Regions from separate parts of the Mus musculus genome. Here region 2 is linked to region 1. The links are chromatin contacts, called in public HiChIP or PLAC-seq maps. All regions are on one chromosome and are shown on one strand. Each heading gives the region's core, a stretch centred on a gene start, on an enhancer-like site or on the middle of the called end of the contact. The rest is flanking DNA. Distances are from core to core; before and after follow the strand shown. Region 1 holds the start of Cstb (cystatin B). Region 2 has its middle 20 kb from the start of 2610008E11Rik.

Region 1 (5,095 bases), core at 1,118-3,617:
GAAAGCAGATCACATACTTCCAACATATAATAGCACAGGATATCCATCACCATTCCAAAAGGGATAAAGGCAAGCACAGGAAGGGAATACTGGACCAAAGCAAGACTAAAACCAGCTGGGCAAAGTCCAAGCTCTGCATCTCCAAGTCTGACGCCAAAGTGCTCTTCAGATTTCCAACTCTTTCAGCTGTGTTGGCTGCAGCATTCCTCTCTCTCCTGGGCTGGCTCCACTCCCTGTTAGCAGCTTTCCTCAACAGCTATCCCTCGGCTCTGGTATCTCCAATATCTTGGTTTCTCCAAGGCAATCCAGGCTTCATAGCTTCACGTGATGGCCTCTATAGGCCTCCACCCATGACAATACCTGGCCTCAGCAGCTTCCCTTGACCTCAGAGGGAGATTCCATAACCCCTGTCTTCTATCCTTGCCTCTAAAGCCAGAACCATGTGACCGAAGCTGCCAAGTTCTGCTGCTTGCTGAGGCTGGGAACTGACCCCCTGCTTTCCTTCACTGCCTGAGCTTGGTTGTCCTGAAACTTGATCTGAAGACAAAACTGGCTTCACACAACTGCTGGGATTAAAGGCATGCACCGCCACACCTGGCTCTAAACTTTCTTTTAATTCCTTTTCACAGGCTGAAAGCTTAGCTGGGCAGACTCTTGCCCTGAAGTCACCATTCCCTTTATGTAAACATTTGGCTTTTCTGTTACCTGTTTAACTCCTTAAAAAACAGGATTTAGCTCCTTTCCACTTCCTGGTGCCCCCTTTTCTGTACATTTTGTATTTTTTACTTCCTCAGCTTGCTCCTTTTCATTATAGATCTTCATAAGAGTGACCACTAACAACCACACAAGAGAGTCGATACTGGGCCATTTTGAAATTTCCTCTGCCAGCTCAACTAATCCCAAAGACTTAAATTTAGCCTCACGAAGACTTTTTAGACAAGAGCAAAAAAGCAACCACGTTCTTAGCCAAAGCTCGAGAACAGTCTGTAGGCCACATACAAATAGTTTTGTCCTCTGAAACCTCTTGAACCAGACCCCCAAAGCTCACATCACCTTCATCACCACTGTCTTCCATATTCCTACTACTATGGCCCTATGAACTATTAAGTGATCAATTGCTTTTCTAACCCAAAATCCACATTCCTCCAAACAAAAGCATGGCCAGGCCTAATCCCAGCAATACTCCAGTGTCTGGTACTAACTTCTGTTTTAGTTTGGGTTGACTGCCACCACCACAAGTCTCCATGTATGTCTGGGCACCACTTGCATCCCTAGTGCCCATTGAGGCCAGGGGGTGGAGAAATAGGATCCCATGGAACTGGAGTTGTGAGCTAGTATGTGGGAGCTGAGAATTGAACTCAGGTCCTCTGGAAGAGCAGCCAGTTTTCTTAACTGCTGAGCCATCTCTCCAGCCCCTCACTTGGCTCTTTGACTGGGTTCCAAATATCAAATTCAGGCTGTCGCACTTCCGTGGCAAGCCCCTTACCATGAGCTACCTCTGCACCCCCAAATTATTTTTTTTAAGCCAAGGTCTCACTGCATAGTCAGGTTAGCTTAGCCTCTCAAGTGCCAGGATTGCAGGTGTATACCATCATGTCCTGCTATCCAACTGTGACAGTTTTGCAAACGGAAACTCGGGTTTGAAGGTCACTCAAGTAAGAGCACTGACAGAGGGCATATCCGGGGTCCTCATGGTTCCCAGCCTGTGTTGGGTGTGTGAGAATAGAGTCTCACCCAGAATAGACCACCTACCCAGCTCTGTGGGGCTGGGGCTGGGATCCCCAAGCCCCGCCTACCGCCTGACAAGGCCATGTCATTCAAAAAGAATGGAATTCCCAGATAAGCTCTTATTTCATGGGGTTATCCGGACCCAAAAACTAAGTCCACGTTGGGGAGGGGAGGAAAGGATGGGGCCAGGGGTCAAGGAACAGGGATCTGAGACTTCTAGGTCCTCAATCATCTATTTCTGTATCCACTCTATGGAAGGAGGGATAGGGACCCATCAAGACCCCCACTTAATAGTCACAGGACAAGGGGAAATTGAGATGTCCAGGGCTGTACTTCGTGTCCACCTACTCCATGGAAAGACTAGGACCCCTTCTCACATCTCTGCATCCTGTGAGGACCCGGAAGCCCCTAAGCCGGGTCAGAGATACTCCTACAATCACTTCACGACCATTGAGGGGCAATCAGGACTCCCAGCCTCCAAACCCTTCTTAGCGTCCGTTCAGGGAAAGGACGTGAAGCACCCACCATGCCTCACCCTCCGCCCACGCCCAGCCTGGGTCTCCTGACTCTGCCTGGAACGGAGGGTGGTGACAGTAAAGAGAGCGAGCGAGAGGGTGCGGCGCCCCGCCCCGTCGCTCTGTCACGTGCTACGGGTCCGGGGGGGCGGAGCCAAGCCAGGTTTTTCTAGGGTCCAGGCACCCAGGTCTCCTAGTTGGATCTGTCTTCAGCTTCTCCGTGCTACCCCGACTACTGCTGCCAAGATGATGTGTGGCGCGCCATCTGCCACAATGCCAGCCACGGCCGAGACGCAGGAGGTCGCCGACCAGGTGAGGCTGGGCCCAGGTCAGGCCAGTCTGAGCCAGGCCTGCGGAGACCCGGCGGCCTCAGGGACCGGCCTGCCCAGACTGGTCAGGTCCTGCAGCGGGTTTCCGGGGCGGCCACAAGTGTGACTGGGAGCTGGGGGCTCTGGATCTGGTTGGAAGATTCAGGGCCGGGAACTGGGGCGAGTCTTCTGCCGCTTGCATACAAGAGGGCCACTCACCTATTAGGGAACTAGCCCCGGGATCGGTGGAGGGATCCGGTGGTCCCAGAGAATTCAGGAAGGCAGCTGTTAGAACCTAGACGGCACCTTTTTGACTTACACCCAGGCCTAAACAAGAGAAAGCCAGACTGGGCTACTGTGCTTGTCTCCTCAAAAGAAAGAGCTAGGACTGTTTAGCTCAGTGGCAGGAATTCAACTGATACCACCACCACCATCACCAACACCGCCCCTCAGGGAAAAAAAAAAGGATCAAAACCAGAAGTTGTAGAACTTGCTTGTGCCTAGTCTGAAACGAGGGGGTGGACCTTGGGCCTGGGCTGCCCTTCCTGTGACTGTTAGCAGAGCAGAGATTCAGTACAAGGTAGGGGGAGGTTCAGGGTATTAGCAAGAGAAGAAAAGTTAAACAAATCCTCTCTTCAGCTCTCCTGCCACGCCCCAAGCCCAGGACCCTGTCCACTAAGCCTAGCTGATCTTGGGAGGTGTTTGCTCTGACTGAAGTGGCCAAGAAGGAGTGAGTCAGCTCCATGAGACCCTAGAAATGAGGAAATGTTACAGACACACTGGCCAGGCAAGGGAACCTTGGCCACGTGCCACATCAGCACTCAGGAGGCAGAGACAGGCGAGTCTCTCTGAATTTGAAGCCAGCCCAGTTTGCTTAGTTCCATGCCAGCCATAGCTACATAGTGAGACCCTGTCCCCCCCCCCCCCAAAAAAAAGGAGCTGTGTTGTTCTTTATCAGTGGGGCCAACAGTTTACCATGTCCCCCGGAATGAGGAGTATTGAAGGCTGGCAGTGTGTGTGTGTGGGGGCACCTGTGCATGAATCTAAGTCCTTCCTTCTCACCCACCATCCAGGTGAAGTCCCAGCTTGAATCGAAAGAAAATCAGAAGTTTGATGTCTTTAAAGCCATATCCTTCAAGAGACAGATAGTGGCTGGCACCAACCTCTTCATCAAGGTGGGTACTGATAGTAGCTTGGCATGAACTGGGGACATAGTCTCAGAGTAGAGCAGAGTGTCCTGCAACTTCCTGCAGAGAACCCCTTAAGGGGACATGTACATGTTCTGAGAGGATGAATTTGGGGTGTTAGGGTTCCCGGCCTTAAAGGAGGAGACAAGGGTTATCACTGGCTAAGTTAGTGGCTGGTGGCCTGTTCTGGCTCAGTTTCTAAGGCTGGGTTAAGCCTGGAACTGGAACCTTACCTTTCACTCACATGTCTGTCTGTCTGTCTTCCTCCAGGTTGATGTTGGTGGAGATAAATGCGTGCACTTGAGGGTGTTTCAACCCCTCCCCCATGAAAACAAGCCTTTGACCCTGTCTTCCTATCAGACCAACAAAGAAAGGCACGATGAGCTCTCCTACTTCTGATTCGGGGCTCCTTTGCACCTGTGTTTGGGACCACGTAGTAAAACCCCCCTCGGTGATGGAGAGAAGGGAGTTGAGCAGCTTCTGTTGTGATTCTCAAACTGCGTTGTATTTTGCATCCTTCCAAATAATTATTTTCAGAAAACTGTATATGATCTCTCTAAATATATATTTTTAGAGACTATATGAATTGTGTCCTTAGTTTTAATTTTTTTCCCCTTTGTTTGAAAAATCACAGTCACACCAGGCAGTGGTGGCTCATGCCTTTAATCCCAGTACTCAGGAGGTTAAGGCCAGACTGGTCGGTCTACTGAGTGAGTTCCAGGACACCCAGGGCTACACGGAGAAACCCTGTCTCCAAACAAACAAATCACAGTTATAATGTAGCTATACCAAGAAAAGGCAAGTGATGTGTTTATTTTACTTCTACATTTATTTACGGGCGGATATGCTCATGAGCATATACGTTCATGCCGCGGTGCACATTGGAGGTCCGAGGACAACCTGCTGGAGGTGAGTCTCTCCTTCCACCATATTGCTTCCTGGGATTGAACTCAGGTCATGAGGAATGACAGCAAGTGTCTTTAGCCACTGAACCGTTCATAAACTGGTATCAGGCTCTGGTGTAATGCCCAGCATCGCAAAAACACAGTGATTCATTATTGTGGGGGCTTTTGGGGGATCTCGCTTTAGGTTTAAGAATAAAGACATGAAGACGTGGAGCTTCAGCCACAAGCTCTTTATTCATCATCCAATCTGAGCCAATCAGCAGCTAGACTACGCTCCGCCCTGTTGCCCATTGGCCAGACTGGGGATCGCGTGACTTCCACCAAGGCAGTTTGCGGTTTTTTTTCTTTTTGGGCAGGTGAGGAAGCCCGATTTACATATCCTGGCGCTGCCAACACAGCAAGTAACAATTGAGAATACAGGAACACACCTCCATAGCCAATTGATACAACAC
Region 2 (5,095 bases), core at 689-3,188, 690 kb after region 1:
CCCCTTGGTCTAGCAAACTTTATATGCTCCAGTACAAGGGAATGCCATGGCCAAGAAGTGGGAGTTAGTGGGTAGAGAAGCAGGGTGGGGGGAGGGTATAGGGGACTTTCAGGATAACATTTGAAATGTAAATGAAGAAAATATCTAATAAAAATATTTTAAAAACAAAAACAAAAAAGATTGAGGCTGGCAAGTTTCAGGGTAGCCTAGACTGTAAGAAAACAAGACACATGTTTTGGTGCACATGTGTAATTTCTGCACTTGGGAGGTGACAGAAAGAAGATGTCTAGGAGTTTAAGGACAGCCTTGTCTACAACACACATTGGAGGCCAGTTTGGATTACATGAAATGTGTTTTACACACACACACAGGTGTTGGTTGATATTACAGCTGTTACTCTATGAAAATTCCAGCATGACTACAAATATCATGAGAATGCACTTTCACACACTCATGGCTGGTCAAACACAAAACAAAACCAGTCCTCCTGCATATGTGGGATCTCTGTTGTCTCCATTCTCGTCACCCTTACTGTTTCATGCCAGTAGCAGGATTAATTGATGGCACAGTCCCTAACCTCATTTCCCAACCTTTGGGATGTCTGTGAGAAATCTACAGTATTTAGCCCTGAGCCTAGCACTTGGTGCTGACTAGGAGCCACTGACCATTGTGACATCAGTCAACCAACATGGATTTCAATTTCAATGTCTATTTTCTCAGTGTAGGGTCTGTCAGAAAAAGGTGAGATGTATGGTTCAATTCAGTTCGATTTTTTTCAGAAAATATCTCATGTAGCCCAGACCTGCCTCAAACTTCACTATGTAGCTAAACATATCCTTGAACTCTAAATGTCCTGGCCCTGACATCTCAATCTCTGGGCTCAACAAGTAAGCTTGTGTCACCAAGACCAATTTCTTCCCTTTGTGTTTTTGTTTGTTTGTTTGTTTGTACATTTGTTTGTTATTTATTTTTGAGTCAGATTCTCACAATGGCTTCATTATGTGGCCCAGTCTGACCTCAAACATGGGATCAGTCTGCCTACTCGGATTCTATAGGCATGCAGCACCAAGCTCAGCTGACATAATTTCTATGAAGTGTTCATATGGAAAACACAGCTGGAGATAACATATATACATTGCTACACAAAATGGACCTTTAAAAAGCTTCATAATCTGAAGTCTCAGTTTCCTTATTTGGAAACTGTCTTATTGTGGCACTAATCACAACTAGAACTCAGTGTAATGATGTATAAGCCCAGAGCATACAGAATAATGCCTTTTAACACCCAATGCTTGAATCTATAAAAAGTAATCTTTAAACTTACAAAAAACTTAAAAGGCCTTTAGCATTTCAAATCCAGCTAAGTTTTCACTAAAATAGTGAATTATGAATCTGCTATAAGAACACGTAAGAAGAGTGGCTTAAGCAGATGCATCCTGTTTAAAAGGAAATTACTTGTATTTCCTTCTGTTTCTCAGGCCTTGTCATTCCTTAGGAATTCTTAAAGTTATGTTCTGTTTTGTTTTAACATTCTCTAAATGTCATAAGAGCTTAAGTTATAAACATTATACCCTTGTCTGTACTTCAGAGAGTCGTTAACTTTTTCTTTCTGATAGCTCAGGAATTTCCCTGGTCAGGGATCTGCTTTCTTTGGGCAGGGGTCCCCAAAGGGGTTCTCCTTTGCCTACTGCTGCAGTGCTGGGCTGCTGCTCCCTGACCAGATGACAGAGGGGGGACTGCAGACCCACAAAGTTCTGGAACCTCTCTTGAAAGACCCCCCACCCCAACTCTGCAGAAGCTGCCAGTCTTCTGCCCATCACCAGCTCTGCGGCTGCACTTATCATGGCCTGCTGGGCTGACCTTCAGAGTCCTCCTGTGAATCTCCCCTCAACAGCCCTTCTCAAGGCAAGCAACTGGCAATACACAGCCTCTCTGACCTCCAGACCTAAGAAGCACAGGGAGTATGCCAACAACTGTGGCATTCTATTCCCAGATCACAAAGGTTCCCACAACACTGTGAAATCTCGCCATCTAGTGGCCATTGCTTGACAGAAATTGGATGAATTTCTTCTAAATATGGGTTTTACTGCTGTGAATTCTTATAAAAGACAGCATTTAATTGGGGTTGGCTTACAGGTTTAGAGATTTAGTCCATTATCATCAAGACAGGAACATGGCAGCATCCAGGCAGGCATGATTCAAGAGGAGCTGAGAGTTCTACATCTTCATCTGAAGGCTACTAGCAGAATACTTACTTCCAGGCAGCTAGGATGAGGGTCTTAATCCCATACTCACAGTGACACATGTACTCCAACAAGACCATACCTCTTAATAGTGCCATACCCTGGACCAAGCATAACCATCACATTCTACACCGTGGGCCCTATAGGCTTATTCAAACACATGAGTCTATGGGCCCCATACCTACCAACAGCATAATAAAAAATACATTTAGTCCAACTTCAAAAGCCCCCATAGCCTATAGCAGTCTAAGCAATGTTAAAAGTCAAAAGTTCAAAGTCTCTTCTGAGATTCATACAATCACTTAACTGTAATCACCAAAGCAAGACAGGAAACCAGCTGGGCAAACTCCAAACTCTGTATCTCCATTTCTGATGTCAAAGCAGTCTTCAGATCTCCAACTCCTTTTTCATCTTTGTTGACTGCAACAAATTTCTTTCTCCTGGGCTGCTTCTACTCTCTGTTAGCAGCTTTCATTGGCAGAAATCCCACAGCACTGACATCTTTAACATCTTGAGGTCTCCAAGGCAACGTCAACATTACAGCTTCTTGTTCCAATGTCTGAGTTCCACACATGATCTTCTGGGCTCTTCCAAAGGGCTGGTGTTATTTCTACAGCTCTGTGTTCCATAGAACTCTAAGCTCAAATTGATCCACTCCACTGATGCTACTGATGCTGGTCATCATCCTCATGACTGGCATTTTCAATAAACTGGGATCTTCCCCTGCAACTAGGCTTCACCAATGACCTTCTATAGGCTCTCTTCATGGTGCCAAACCTCAACTGCTTTGCATGACCCCTTCATTCCTGGGATGTCAACTGCAACTGAAGCTGCACCTTCATCAGTGGCCTTCCATGGCCTCTCACAGTGCCAAGACTCAGTTGCTCTTCATGGCTCCTGTATGCCTTCAAAACCATATATTACTCTTATATATTGCTAAGTACAGCTGCAGCATGAGATATAACCTTAGCTATCTCTGGAACACATCTTGTTTGTGCTCCCAGAAAACACTTCCCAGAAGATTTCACCTCAGTGATATGGGTCTCTTCTTAATCACTACTAATTTCTTAGCTCCAGCTAACCAGCACCAATTTTCCCAGTAGTCCCTTCTATTATGAACTCTAAAGCCAAATCTGCTGAGTTCTGCTGCTTGCTGGGGCTGGAACATGACCCCCTTTTTCTATTACATTATCACTAGTTTTCTGTTTTCTAGCTCTTTCACTGCCTAAACTTGGCTGTCCTGGAACTTGCTCTGTAAATTGACTGAACTCAGAGATCTGCATGTCTGTCTACTAAACACTGGGATTAAAAGTGTGGTCCACCAAGCCTGGACAAGCTTTTCTTCACCCAGAACTTGCTGTGTTCTAGGCTGGCTTTGAACTCAGAAATATGCTTGCCTTTATTTCCTGGGATTAAAGGTGTGCACCACCATTCCTGGATATAAATTTAGCTGGGTAGGATCTTGCCCCAAAGTCACTACTCCCTTAATTCAATTTAATATCCTTGAACACAGGATTCAGCTCCATTTCACTTCCTGGTGAAGTGAAATAAATTGAATTTAATTAATTAAAATTAATTAATTAAATTGAATTTAAAATTCAATCCATAGATTTTATATTTTTCCTTTCTCAGCTTGCTGTTCTTGTTTAAAATGTTCTTCATGAGACTTAACCAGAGAACAAAGTCTAATATGGGCATTTCTGAGACTTCCTTTGTCAATGCAATTAATTTGAGTCTCTTCACCTTATCTTTAAGCAGATTCTTCAGACAAGGACGAAAAGTAGCCACATTCTTATCCAAAATATCACACACACAAAAAAAATGTCTCTAGGCCACATATTGAAATTCTCCATTGAAACCTCTTGGGCCAGGTCTGAATAATTCAAATCACTCTCAGTAACTATGTCTTCCATATTCCTACTAGGATGGCCCATTAAGCCACATTTAAAGCATTCCACTGCTTTGCAAATCCAAAGTCCCAAAATCCATTCTTCTAAACAAAAGCATGGTCAGGCCTATCACAGCATACCCCAGTTCCTGGTACCAACTTCTTTCTTAGTTTGAATTTTACTGCAGTGAACAGACACCATGACTAAGACAAGTCTTACAAAGGACAACATTTAATTGGGGTTGGCTTACAGGTTTAGAGGTTCAGTCCATTATCATCAAGGCAGGAACATATCCACAGGCATGCAGGCATGGTGCTGGAGGAGCTGAGAGTTCTAAATCATCTGAAGGCTGCTAGTGGAAGACTCACTTCCAGGTAGTTAGGGTGAGGGTCTTAAAGCCCGCACCCACAGTGACACACCTACTCCAACAAGGCCACACCTTCTAATAGTGCCATTCCCTGGGCTGAGCGTATACAAACCATCACAGCTAGGAAGTTTCCATTCTGCTAGGTTTCTAGCTTTCTTTGAGATGCCCCCCATTCCAGTTGTCTCTCCTAGTACTCTCCCTCTCTCCATCCTCCACCAACCTGATTCCTTCTGTTCCTACCCTTCCACCCCTACCCTTGTTCAACCTCCATATCTATTCTATTTCCCAGGTTCTAGTTTCATAAATATGCCAGTAAATTTCATGACGTGCCAATGCATTCAAAGATTCTAAATAGTATATCTTTCTTGTAAAATGTATCAATAGCCCTCCAAGTGTGTATAATTTTGGTCTTTCCAGAGCATAGTTATCCTTTCCTTTACAGCTAATATAAGAGACTGCATATCACATTTGTCTTTTTGTGTCTGGATTACCTCACTCAGGATGATTTTCACTGGTTTCATAAATATGCCAGCACGTTTAATGATGTTGTTCTTAACAGCTGAGTAGTACTTCATTGTGTAAATGAACCACATTTT

What was found. HiChIP or PLAC-seq counts read pairs in DNA pulled down with a chosen protein or histone mark.
Region 2: a contact with region 1 is called in an H3K27ac HiChIP or PLAC-seq map of the NIH/3T3 cell line, with 7 times the contacts expected there. The contact joins the enhancer-like site here to the promoter of Cstb in region 1. A contact is called at or near these places in 8 of 39 promoter capture datasets (the 3T3-L1 cell line, 3T3-L1-derived adipocytes, hippocampal neurons and 3 more) and 3 of 115 datasets of contacts at active chromatin or transcription factors (the NIH/3T3 cell line, astrocytes and embryonic forebrain).

The regions. Positions count from the first base shown.
Region 1 is chr10:78,423,303-78,428,397 of GRCm38.p6, forward strand. Cstb (cystatin B) reads left to right here and starts at 2,368. Exons shown (of 3, transcript NM_007793.3): 1 at 2,368-2,555; 2 at 3,625-3,726; 3 at 4,009-4,320. The coding sequence starts at 2,490. The coding sequence ends at 4,137.
Region 2 is chr10:79,114,728-79,119,822 of GRCm38.p6, forward strand. No RefSeq gene overlaps it. Among named protein-coding and RNA genes, the nearest start is that of 2610008E11Rik, 20 kb to the left of the region's middle. Within about 2 kb of position 1,939, at least 58 of the 459 cell types and tissues checked have an H3K27ac peak or open chromatin away from gene starts, as enhancers often do. A contact at or near this core is called in the NIH/3T3 cell line, where this site is marked.